Regions from separate parts of the Mus musculus genome. Here region 2 is linked to region 1. A link is a contact called in public Hi-C data. All regions are on one chromosome and are shown on one strand. The core of a region is the stretch at or near the end of the contact, and the rest is flanking DNA. Distances in the headings are between cores, read along the strand shown. Region 1 has its middle 52 kb from the start of Gm34662. Region 2 overlaps Gm34923 (a long non-coding RNA gene).

Region 1 (5,007 bases), core at 955-3,454:
TTAACTTAAGCCTGTGCCTTTTCACCTCAAGCACTCAGTGATGTCAATTCAAGTTTATAGGACAGAGGGTTTTCCGTCTCAAACCTGGGGGGTTCTGGTTTCAGATCATCTCATGAAACACTGATTACATTAAATGATGGTAATGTATGTTAGTTATATGTCATATATTGTACTTATGTATTTATGTATGTATCCATAAAAATGGATAACAAGCACTTGCTGAAAGTGCTTACAATGAGCTTGTGTTCGCTTTAAGGTCCATGCATTCATGGCAACTGTCTCCAAGTTCAAGCATAAGAAAGTGTACTTTGTTATCATTCAAGTGTTAATGACATTATTTCTTATAATGGACACCAGTGAACTTATAGTCTAAGAGAAAGTAAGTCCCAACCTAAATTCATTTTTTTTCCAATATTGAAACTACCTTCAGAAATGTATACGTATGGCACATACCTAGGACTTTTGGAATTTGGCAAACCACCATGCTGTTTTTCTTCCTTTAGGAACAATGCCATCTTAACAGATGGGTGTTAGTGTAGGCATGCCAGGGAATCAAAATGTACACCACATTCCACTACAAGGGGGCAGAATCTCATCCAGAAATGTCCGTCTGTGCCACTGAGTACAGGAATATTCCACTCCAGTCCATGTCACATACTGTTAAGCAATAGTTTACAACTACGAAGCAAGGCTTTTGCTTTTCCATTTGTATTTTGGTAATGATTTCCACTCCATCAGAAAAGGTAGGATTATTATTACAATAAGTCTTTAAGATGCAAAAATAACATTAAACCCATTTTGGTTTTTATTTTACCTAAAGAGAACACTATTTTATAGGCAGATATAGGACTCAATTGGTACCATTTTTGCCTCTGGATCCTGTAGCTTGGTTTTCAGTTAGAAACAGTTTCACTGGGTCTGTGATATCAAGAAAATTACGGAAGACTGTATTGTACTCACTGCAGAGAATCATCATCAATGCAAGGAAGCACAGCCTTAGTGGGAAACAAAAACAAAAACAAAAACAAAAACACAAACAAACAAACAAAAAACCCTGTGGTAATTATCTGGCTTTGGCTGGATTAGAAGAAAAACAGTGAAATAAAGTCACTTTTGAACCTTTGTATTATGTACCTCCCTTGTGTAAATAATGTCCTAACACCTAATAAAGTCATCTTGAATTAACATTGGTGGGATCAGGAGGAGGTAGGTGTGGTTCACACAGCTGAAACTGTTTCTGGTACTAAGAAAAGCTGGGGAGGGGGCTGTTAACACCTACAGCAACAGGCAACAGTTAATTCTACCCATACCTGAAAACTATTGTATTTTACACCTGAAAAGGCTGGTATTTGTGTCTACTTCCTTTATTGGTTAAGTGATTCCCCTGTCTGGTGTTTACATTTAAGTGAGTGTGAAGTATTTTCATTAAGTTACTTTCAGATGTCATCCACTAGTTACATCTCCTAATAACTTTCAAAGCAGGCATATGTTGCCATTGTAAACACCTGTTTCCAAACACTAACTTTATTGTGATGTTACATTCGGTTGTAGAAACGATGTAAAATCTGTTGAAATATTAAACATAAGTACGGTTCATTTTGTAATAATATATTTATCATTTCAAGGAAAAGAAAAATGATATTAAGGTAGATGGAACCTCTAGTTTAAATATAAAATAAACGAGTAAATGTTAGTAAAATTCCCTAAAGTAGTACTTATTCAGTCAACCTACTTAGTAATTTAAAAGACCTCAAAAACTGAAAGGTGGCATATTTAGGGAAATTAACTATCTAAGGATAAAGTTGCATTTTTAACATACATAACCCAACAAATTTCCTTTCTAACATGATCGTTCAATCACCTGATGATTAACAGCTGTAAAAACAGACATGAACTCTTCATCAATTTCATAATATATTACTCTTTTGGGTAAGCTACCAGGGGGTGGGGCGAGGTACAGCTGTCACATGCACAAAGTTGTTTCCTATTGGCCCTGAGAATTATCTAAATGTTACTTGCATTCATTTGCTCTTCTCATTTGCAAATGTGCCAAGTTGACTAGCCTTTCTATTAAAAATAAAGACTACCTTAGCCAAACAAGAAATTGGACCAATTCACAGCTTTGTCTGCAAACATGAAGAGGAAAAATCCACTAATGGAAGCAGCATGATCCTTCATTATGGACCCCTCTAGGTCTTGAAAACCATCCAAAGAGCTATCTCATCAAATGTTGAAAATCTTCCAAGGATCCCTGCACACACACACATACACACACACACACACACACACACACACCCTTTATAAGTGGTGAATTCAGATCAAAGATTTCTTCATTGAAAGTGGAAAGGGGTTTCTGGAGTGATTTCCATTTTCTGAATCTTGTCCAAGGTCTATCTAAGTAATTAAAAAAAATTCAATATATGTTTCCATTTTTAAAGTGTTTTCACACTTTAAGGGAAAAATGACCCTTGACCCTGATCTCTAAGGACAGATAAGGCTTATCATTTGACTTGTAGAAACTGTTTAATGAATTATGTTTTGTTCCTACGTATATATCTGCCATTCGCCCTTAGCGTTGCATCGCGAATCTCTTCAACTCACATGTTCGTCAAAGTATGGCCCCTCATTAACTACTGAAACACCTCCAACAGGGAGCTTTCAAATTAGGAAAGTTAGGAAAAAGCTTTGCCAGCAGTATCTTTCCTATATATGAGTTTTTAAATAGCATTTATTTATATTGTTTTTAATTTATTTATTGTGTTTGTGGTGTTGGGGTTTGAGTCTCTTGAGTTTGAGCCTCAGCCCCATTTTTTAATTTAAAATTCTTTTGTTTTGAGACTGAATCTCACAAAGTTTTAAAGCCTGGCCTTACACTCCCTCTGCCTTAAATTTGTGCCCCATCTGAAAAAGGTTCTTGAGTAGTTCAAAATGTAGGCCTGTGCCACTTGGCCCTGCTTGAATTAACACTTGTATTTCACACACTCTAATGAATTATTGAATGTGGTAATGGAAAGCAAATAATACTTATCCACATATGGCAGAATATTATGGACTCTCCATTATAGAACACATTTTAAGTGAATTCCACCTATTCCCCACAATTCCAAATAAAAATAATCAAATAATGAAAATTGAAATGGCAAGAGAAAATTATCTAGTTTCATGCAAAAGCAGGAAGACGAATTGGAGATCGTGAGCTATGGGTATCCTAAAGAGGCCAAGACCCAGATAGACGCCAAACGACTATTGACAAAAGCAAAAATGTCACTTGTATTAAAGAGAAGAAACTTGTCTCTGATACTACCAAACTCATTGAGACCACACACTGTGTGCTGGGTTCCAAAGCTCTTCCATTGGGAAGTAACTCACTTTTGGTTTCTCAAACCAAAGCGTTACTTTGAATCTGCACAGGTTGCATTTTTGACTCCATGTGTTCCTATATACTTGTGCCCAGAAAAGCAGATGTTGAGGCAGGATTTTCAGAGCATCTAGCTTAATGCAGTTGAAATTAGTCATTTTTGCATTTGAAAGATTGGCATATTTATGACTGTCAAGAAGAATGGAAGATATCCAGCATCTCTTATACCAGGGGATACCTTCCTGATTGATAAGATTCTTCGGCTGCTGTTGTTGATTAAATACATTTTCATTAAAATATGGGGAGTTATGTTCAAATATCTTGTTTCAATATGATTAATGTAGATGCCAAGTGGGTAAGCGCAGCCATTCACAGGCTTGCTTCCAACTTCGCGGATTTTCCAGGATAAAAGCTATAGAAATTCCGAAAGCTGGGAGAAGGGGTCTGAGCACAATTGTCAACAGGAGCCTCTGCCATGAAAGCCTGAAGACCTGAGTTTGAAATCATCATCTGAAGCAGTCGAGCGCTAGCATGTGCATGGTATCCTCACAATGTAGAGCTGTGAGTTCCAGACTAAGGACAGGTTCTAACACTGAAAATAATGTGTAGAAGAGAACATCTGACCTGGGCCTATGGCCTCCATACACACATGTATATGTGTACACAAACACACACACACACACACACACACACACACACACTGTGACTGGAAGAAAAAATCCTGAATTCCAATGTCCCAATATATGAAGTGCTTGCTTTAATTATGAAACTTTATGATTTTAATTATGGTTCAATTATACACTGTTGTAAGAACTTTTATCCTCATTAAAATAGAATAAAATGCATTTTACCTATTTATAAGTATATATCCTAATGATTCTCTCATATTCTATTGAATAAATATGCTCCTGAAAACAATGATCTTTTTTTCATATTTTAAAATATTGACTTAATTTCAGATTATTCCTTTATAGATAACACATTTGTAAATATTGATTTTTTTCTTAACACCTACATAAATTTATTGTATGAAAATAAATTTATAGGTAAGCTACAAACATAATACTAACAGTTCTCAAAAATCTCCTCAGTCGGCTTCAATTTTAACCATGTTATTACACAATAGTTGCATGTCTCACTTGTAATTAAGACACCAAAAATGCAATATTGCTGTTAAGTAAATTCAGACAAATAGGATTTGAAAACGTTTCAGATAGCTTCATTAGTCTTTAAGATTTTGTGTGTATGAATGTTTTGTCTAAATGCAGGCATGTGTACCATGTGTATTCAGTGCCCATAGAGGGCATCAGATCCCCTTGAACTCGTTAGTACAGACGCTAGTTGGTCACATTGTGCATCCTGGAAAGTAAACCTGTCTCCTTTGCTCTTACCATTGAGCCATTTCTACAGCCCCCAGGAATTTTTAATTCTGCTGCATATTGGTGCAGAATTAGCATAATTATAGTATGTCTACATAAGACTCCTGATAGCAAAAACTCTTCTCAAGGATAAAAGAACCTCTGGTGGAATCACCATGCCGGACCTAAAACTGTACTACAGAGCAATTGTGATCAAAACTGCATGGTACTGGTATAGTGACAGACAAGTAGACCAATGGAATAGAATTGAAGACCCAGAGATGAACCCAC
Region 2 (5,194 bases), core at 1,411-3,910, 460 kb before region 1:
ACATCCTGCATATCAGGTATGTACATTATAATTCACCACCGTAGCAAAATTACAGCTGTGAAGTAGAAAGGAAATAATCTTATGGTTGGGAGTCAGCACGATACAAGGAACTGTATTAAAGGGTTGCAGCATAATAAAGGTTGAGACCCATAGTGTTCTAAAGTCAATACAACGGAAAGAGAAATTCACTAGGAAAGATTTGTGTTGGATAAAGCTCGTAGTGTCTATGTTTTTACTGCACATTTCAATTCATGTCCTTTGAGGTGAGTTATTAGCTGACATTGTGTCCATCAGTGAATACAGACACTAGAATGTGTTTCACCAAAACCATGTGGCTCTCTGGAAACTCTCAGAGAGCCTTGAGCAACAGCCTAGCACAAAACACCCGTGTTATTATTTTTTTTTCTTTTTTAAATAGTTTACCATACTGATTTATGCACCTTCTGGGCCTCAGATGTCAATTTTACTTTGAAGCAACTGAGTACTTATCTTAGAAACTTATCTTGAGTAGAAGCCGGAGAAAACAATATGCTGGAATATTTTTCACATAGTTTTAAGCTGTCTGAGATGATACAGGTAAAACTGTAATTATGATTTTATAATCATGTGTTTGATAACTACTATTTTAACAATGGCCAGAATTACTCCTTGGAGGAGTAATACAGATTTATTCAATTAACTAATTACACTTAAATTTTCTACTTGTTGAGAAATCAGATAATTACTACAGACCTGGTCAGACACAGCTTTCACTTGTTTTTCTGATTCTACATTGTTATCCTGAGTCCCTGGGCTAGTAAACCTTGCCTCAAGATGAGTTCATTGTTTTTTCATTTTAACTCACTATGAAACTGTTTTCATTTTTTCTGTCACTCAGGGCCTACTATCATGAGTATCTTTATATACGTAGTTCACAATGTAATGTTATTACATTGCAGAATTAATGTGCTCACTTAGCAACATCATCACTGGCCAGGGACAACAAAGCAGTTAAGTAGCAGATGGGCATTTGCATCCAAGTTTTGCTTGGAAGCCTACTTTTTCTGTTCATGACTCTCATATTTCTCACCTATAAAATAGAAAGATTAGAATATTTACATTGTAGAAACCAGAATTCTGTAACTTGGGGGGGGGGGGACTCTTGTGGCACCAGAGGGATCCCCAAGTCTTGTAGCTGTTGTTGTTTATTGATGTGCAAGAAACAAGAACAATGAAGAACTCTATGTCAGAAATTTGCAGATAGAAATAGCAGGTGGACAGAGTTGTGTGATAATAACAAACACTTTCATACAATCTCCACTAATGCTTAATATTTTCATGGACAATGATATACCTTTTTTATCCAGTAATTCTATAAGGACCTATGCATTAGTAGAAAACAAGAGAGGAACCACTGGGACAACTGTAAGAGGATATTTTAGTGGTAACAGTGGGTAGAAAAGGAGGCTAAGATGATCCTAATCAAATGGTACATCTAGGTGAGAAATATCACCCTGAGGCCATCTTCAAATACTGGATGAGAAACATGAATGAGGGCCTACACCCTACAAATGGCTTTAAGTACAGGGAAACCCATTATGTTCCTTGGTACAGTTCTACAATAAAGGGAACCTGTGCAAGCAATTTTTGCCTCCCTTTGTATGTTACTAACAACATGTTTATAATTTACAGGCAGCTTTTTATGTCCAGTATTCTCCTTTGTTTTTATTCCAACAACAATCAAAAGTGAATTCTCTTTTGACTATTTGAAGGTGTCAAATTCATACATTAACAGAGAAAATAAACCTGACATGCATCCATGACATAGAGTGGGATGAGAAGAGAAAATTAACTGTTTTTAAAGATATTACTCGAATGCATATAGTAAATTAGCAATGGGAAGATAGAACCATGATGGGGACCTGCCAGTAGATGGGGAACTTGCTTTGAAAATGACCTGTCAAGAGGGAAACTAGAGCCAACTAAACTTTGCTGCCTAGGCAAAATTTGCTAATTTGGGTTATATATTAGGCCACTCTGTTTTAGTGGTCAGCGTCGTTCACGTCATGAGAGGACATAATTTCTACAATAACTAAAGTTGAAATTAATACTCAGAAACGAGCCATACTCTATTTAGACCTAAAATCCATTAAGTTGTCTGCATTAGAGGAAGGAGCTGATCCAAGGAGATAAAGCCCATTTGTTATATTGGAATAGCTGAATGGGGGGAAATTAACACAGTGCCCAGAATGAGAAGGGTGGGATCGAACTCTTGTAGGCCCATGCTATTTTAATGGCAGTTGTGAAGGAAAGCACTGTTCAAAGTATTTTAAATGGCACTGAGATAACATTCCCTAACCTTCATGGATGAAGTTTTACCAATTTTTGATCAGTTATGGAAAATTAGAGAAATGTAAGTGTGACAAGAGCATTGTACTGGCAGAGGTTTTAGAAATCATGTAAAAAACTTGTCAGTCGATGACAGAGATGCAGTCGACCTAAATGGAGGATGCTCTTGCAAGCCCTAATTCTGGTTCTGTTGGTCCACTGTTTTCATCTCTACACGGGCAACTCATTTCTGCAGGAAAAGAGAAAGAATCTCTGTGAACAAATGGGCAGACGGACGGGGTGTGCGTGCCAGGAGATGCTGCATGTTTTGGGAAGTTGTTCCAGTGTTATTGTCCAAGAATGGAAAAGTAACTCCTGCCAAGATAATTCAGTGTTCCTCAAAGCATAACACCATATGTATGCACCACAGTCAAAGTTGCTTAAGCGTCTCAACTATACCAGTAGTCGTGTGTTGTTTCCCTTGGTTTTTCTCTTTATTAAATGCCACCAAAAAGCCTCTGTACTAAAAAAAAGCCTTGAAGTTATCAATTGTTTCAAATGATATTTAATTATAAAGGTTTCATATTTTTTACCTATATTCTAGTATATGTTATTTTTTTCTATTCAGATTTTGCTTAATTTTTGTTGTTGTTGTTAAGAACTTAGTAACTTTACAGATGTAATATCATAGAGAAAAGCAGAATTGCATTAGGCTAAATGTTCCTAAATGTCTGATGAGTTCTGCAAAAAGATAGCACCTAGTATTATTTGTTGTTGCTAAATTACAAAAAAAAAAAAAAAAATCTATGACTTTCATGTGTCAAAATCATGTGGTAAGATTATTTGTCATTTTATTTTAACACAGATCTATCAGATAGAACCAGAAAGATTATGCTTTCATATATTGTGACTTTCGTTTGCAGAGTATTCAGGTTTGGAAACTGTCCTGTGGTAGAAATGCGATCTGTGTGTTGTAGCACTTGTGTGTAATATTGTGGTCCAGAATATCTGTGCACAGGGTCAGTGAGAGCATACATAGGGATGTCCTTAGGTGCCAGAGCAGACAATGTGCACCAACTGTATGGAAACCTGTAACTTTTTTTTTTTTTAACTTTCTCACTGTATTTCCAGTGTTCTGTATAAAGCCTACAAAACAACTTATTTATTGACTAAGTATTCATTCAGGATGCTTGAAAATTCAGTTTCCTACCATGACATAGACCATGTAAAAACCAAAGTTAAACTTTATTCTCTCAAGACCTTATATGTGCACACTCATGGGAATGGGTCTCAGAAACTTAAGCCTTCACTCTCATATTAGACTGTTTTGTTTTTGTTTTTGTTTTTTTCTAATCTTCACAAAACTTCCCTAAAATGTCAGGTTTTTTTTTTTTGCTAAATATTTTAAGGTTAATCCTTTATTGTTTTTATGTTCTTTTAAAATTTCCTTCCTTCCTCTCTCCCTTCTTCCCTTCCCCCCCTCCCCGCCAAGTGTGTGTGTGTGTGTGTGTGTGTGTGTGTGTGTGTGTGAATGTTGCATGTGTGCAGAGGCCAGAAAAGGATGTCAGGTTCCTTGGAAATGGAGTAACACACACTTGTGTGCAGTCTTCTGTGGATACTGGGGGTTCCCAGTATAGCTAGTGCCACTCACACTCATTACAGTGCTTCTCAGGAAGTCACTGTTAGTGACAGAGAGGTGTCGCACATATCTGGAAAGACTAAATGGTGGGAGCAAAAACTCGAGGCTTACATTTCAGAGCCATGTTCTTCTATGTTCTTATTTCTTAGTAGGTAGTGTGGGTGACATATTCCCCAGAAATGCACACTTATCACACAGTGATGTTTCAGTAGCCAGGCTTTTTTCTCAAGTGGATTGACCAACTCATCCTCCAAAGCCCTGTGCAGGTGTCATTTCTGATGTTCCTCCAATTTTCTCTGGTTGAGATACAATGCCTTCCTGTGGGGCTTTTTAAATGTCCTTCTTAGAATTTTATAGCAGTGATTATTAATCTAATTACACTAGAATTATATAAGGATTTTTATTGCATAGCTTGAGACTGTATCAATTGGGTATAGTGGCTTTCTGTCTGCAGTTTGAGGGATTTCAAAGCTGCCAAGAATATGCTAATGTTGTCTAAATCAGTGTTAAGAACCACATGATTTATGTCATTGAATCTTTCTGGTTTTGTTTCTTAAATTTCCATGTGGTTGAGATTTTAGATATGCTAATTTAACTCTCCTCTGAGTGCAGTTCAGAATTAGTTCCAGACAGGCAACACAACATAAAAATGGTTAATGTCACAGAGAGAATTAATTGAGGGAAAATCTAGAATGAACAAGACTTAAGAAAGTCATGAGGATCGTCTTATAAGATTGAATATGAGCAGAAATAGGGAAATAGTTGGTAAGGGTCACAGGGTAGAGACAGATTATTCCTTGAATTATAATATGCTTAAGATGTATATTCAGTAGACAAGTGAAGAAGCTGTAGAAACTGCAGCCTCCAGGAAACATGGAGTGACTTTCCAGACTCCCATAGGTAAGAGGAGAATACAGATATATAGTATTTGATTTGCCATGGAAGCTTCAACACAGCACAGTTACATATGTTTCCTAATTTGAAAAGTAAATTCTCTTGTTCCAGTACTAACCCAAGACCACACAGCACTTGAGAGGTGGATGGTGCGTCACCACTGACCTTGACAGGGGCATAAACACACATACAACACACACAGTGAGAAATTCCACTAAGTTCAAGGTTGAAATACGAACATGCATGAACTGAAACTCTAAGAATGGAATCCCCATTAAGCAGTTTGTGTGATATTTTAATTTTGTAAAGGATATTATTCTTCCTTACTTTATATTGTTTTTCTCATTTCCTCAG

What was found. Hi-C and Micro-C count contacts between places; a contact is called where the count stands out from the background.
Region 2: a Hi-C map of cerebellum shows a contact between it and region 1, with 6 times the contacts expected there. The contact joins two enhancer-like sites. A contact is called at or near these places in 2 of 15 datasets of contacts at CTCF or cohesin (pro-B cells and stem cell-derived epiblast-like cells), 22 of 484 Hi-C or Micro-C datasets (the AtT-20 cell line, the HL-1 cell line, the STO cell line and 13 more) and 2 of 115 datasets of contacts at active chromatin or transcription factors (astrocytes and embryonic stem cells).

The regions. Positions count from the first base shown.
Region 1 is chr12:39,033,833-39,038,839 of GRCm38.p6, reverse strand. No RefSeq gene overlaps it. Among named protein-coding and RNA genes, the nearest start is that of Gm34662, 52 kb to the right of the region's middle. Within about 2 kb of position 2,204, at least 3 of the 459 cell types and tissues checked have an H3K27ac peak or open chromatin away from gene starts, as enhancers often do. A contact at or near this core is called in cerebellar granule neurons and cerebellum, where this site is marked.
Region 2 is chr12:39,490,762-39,495,955 of GRCm38.p6, reverse strand. The region is part of intron 2 of Gm34923 (a long non-coding RNA gene); the gene reads left to right. Among named protein-coding and RNA genes, the nearest start is that of Gm24069, 32 kb to the right of the region's middle. Within about 2 kb of position 2,660, at least 4 of the 459 cell types and tissues checked have an H3K27ac peak or open chromatin away from gene starts, as enhancers often do. A contact at or near this core is called in cerebellar granule neurons and cerebellum, where this site is marked.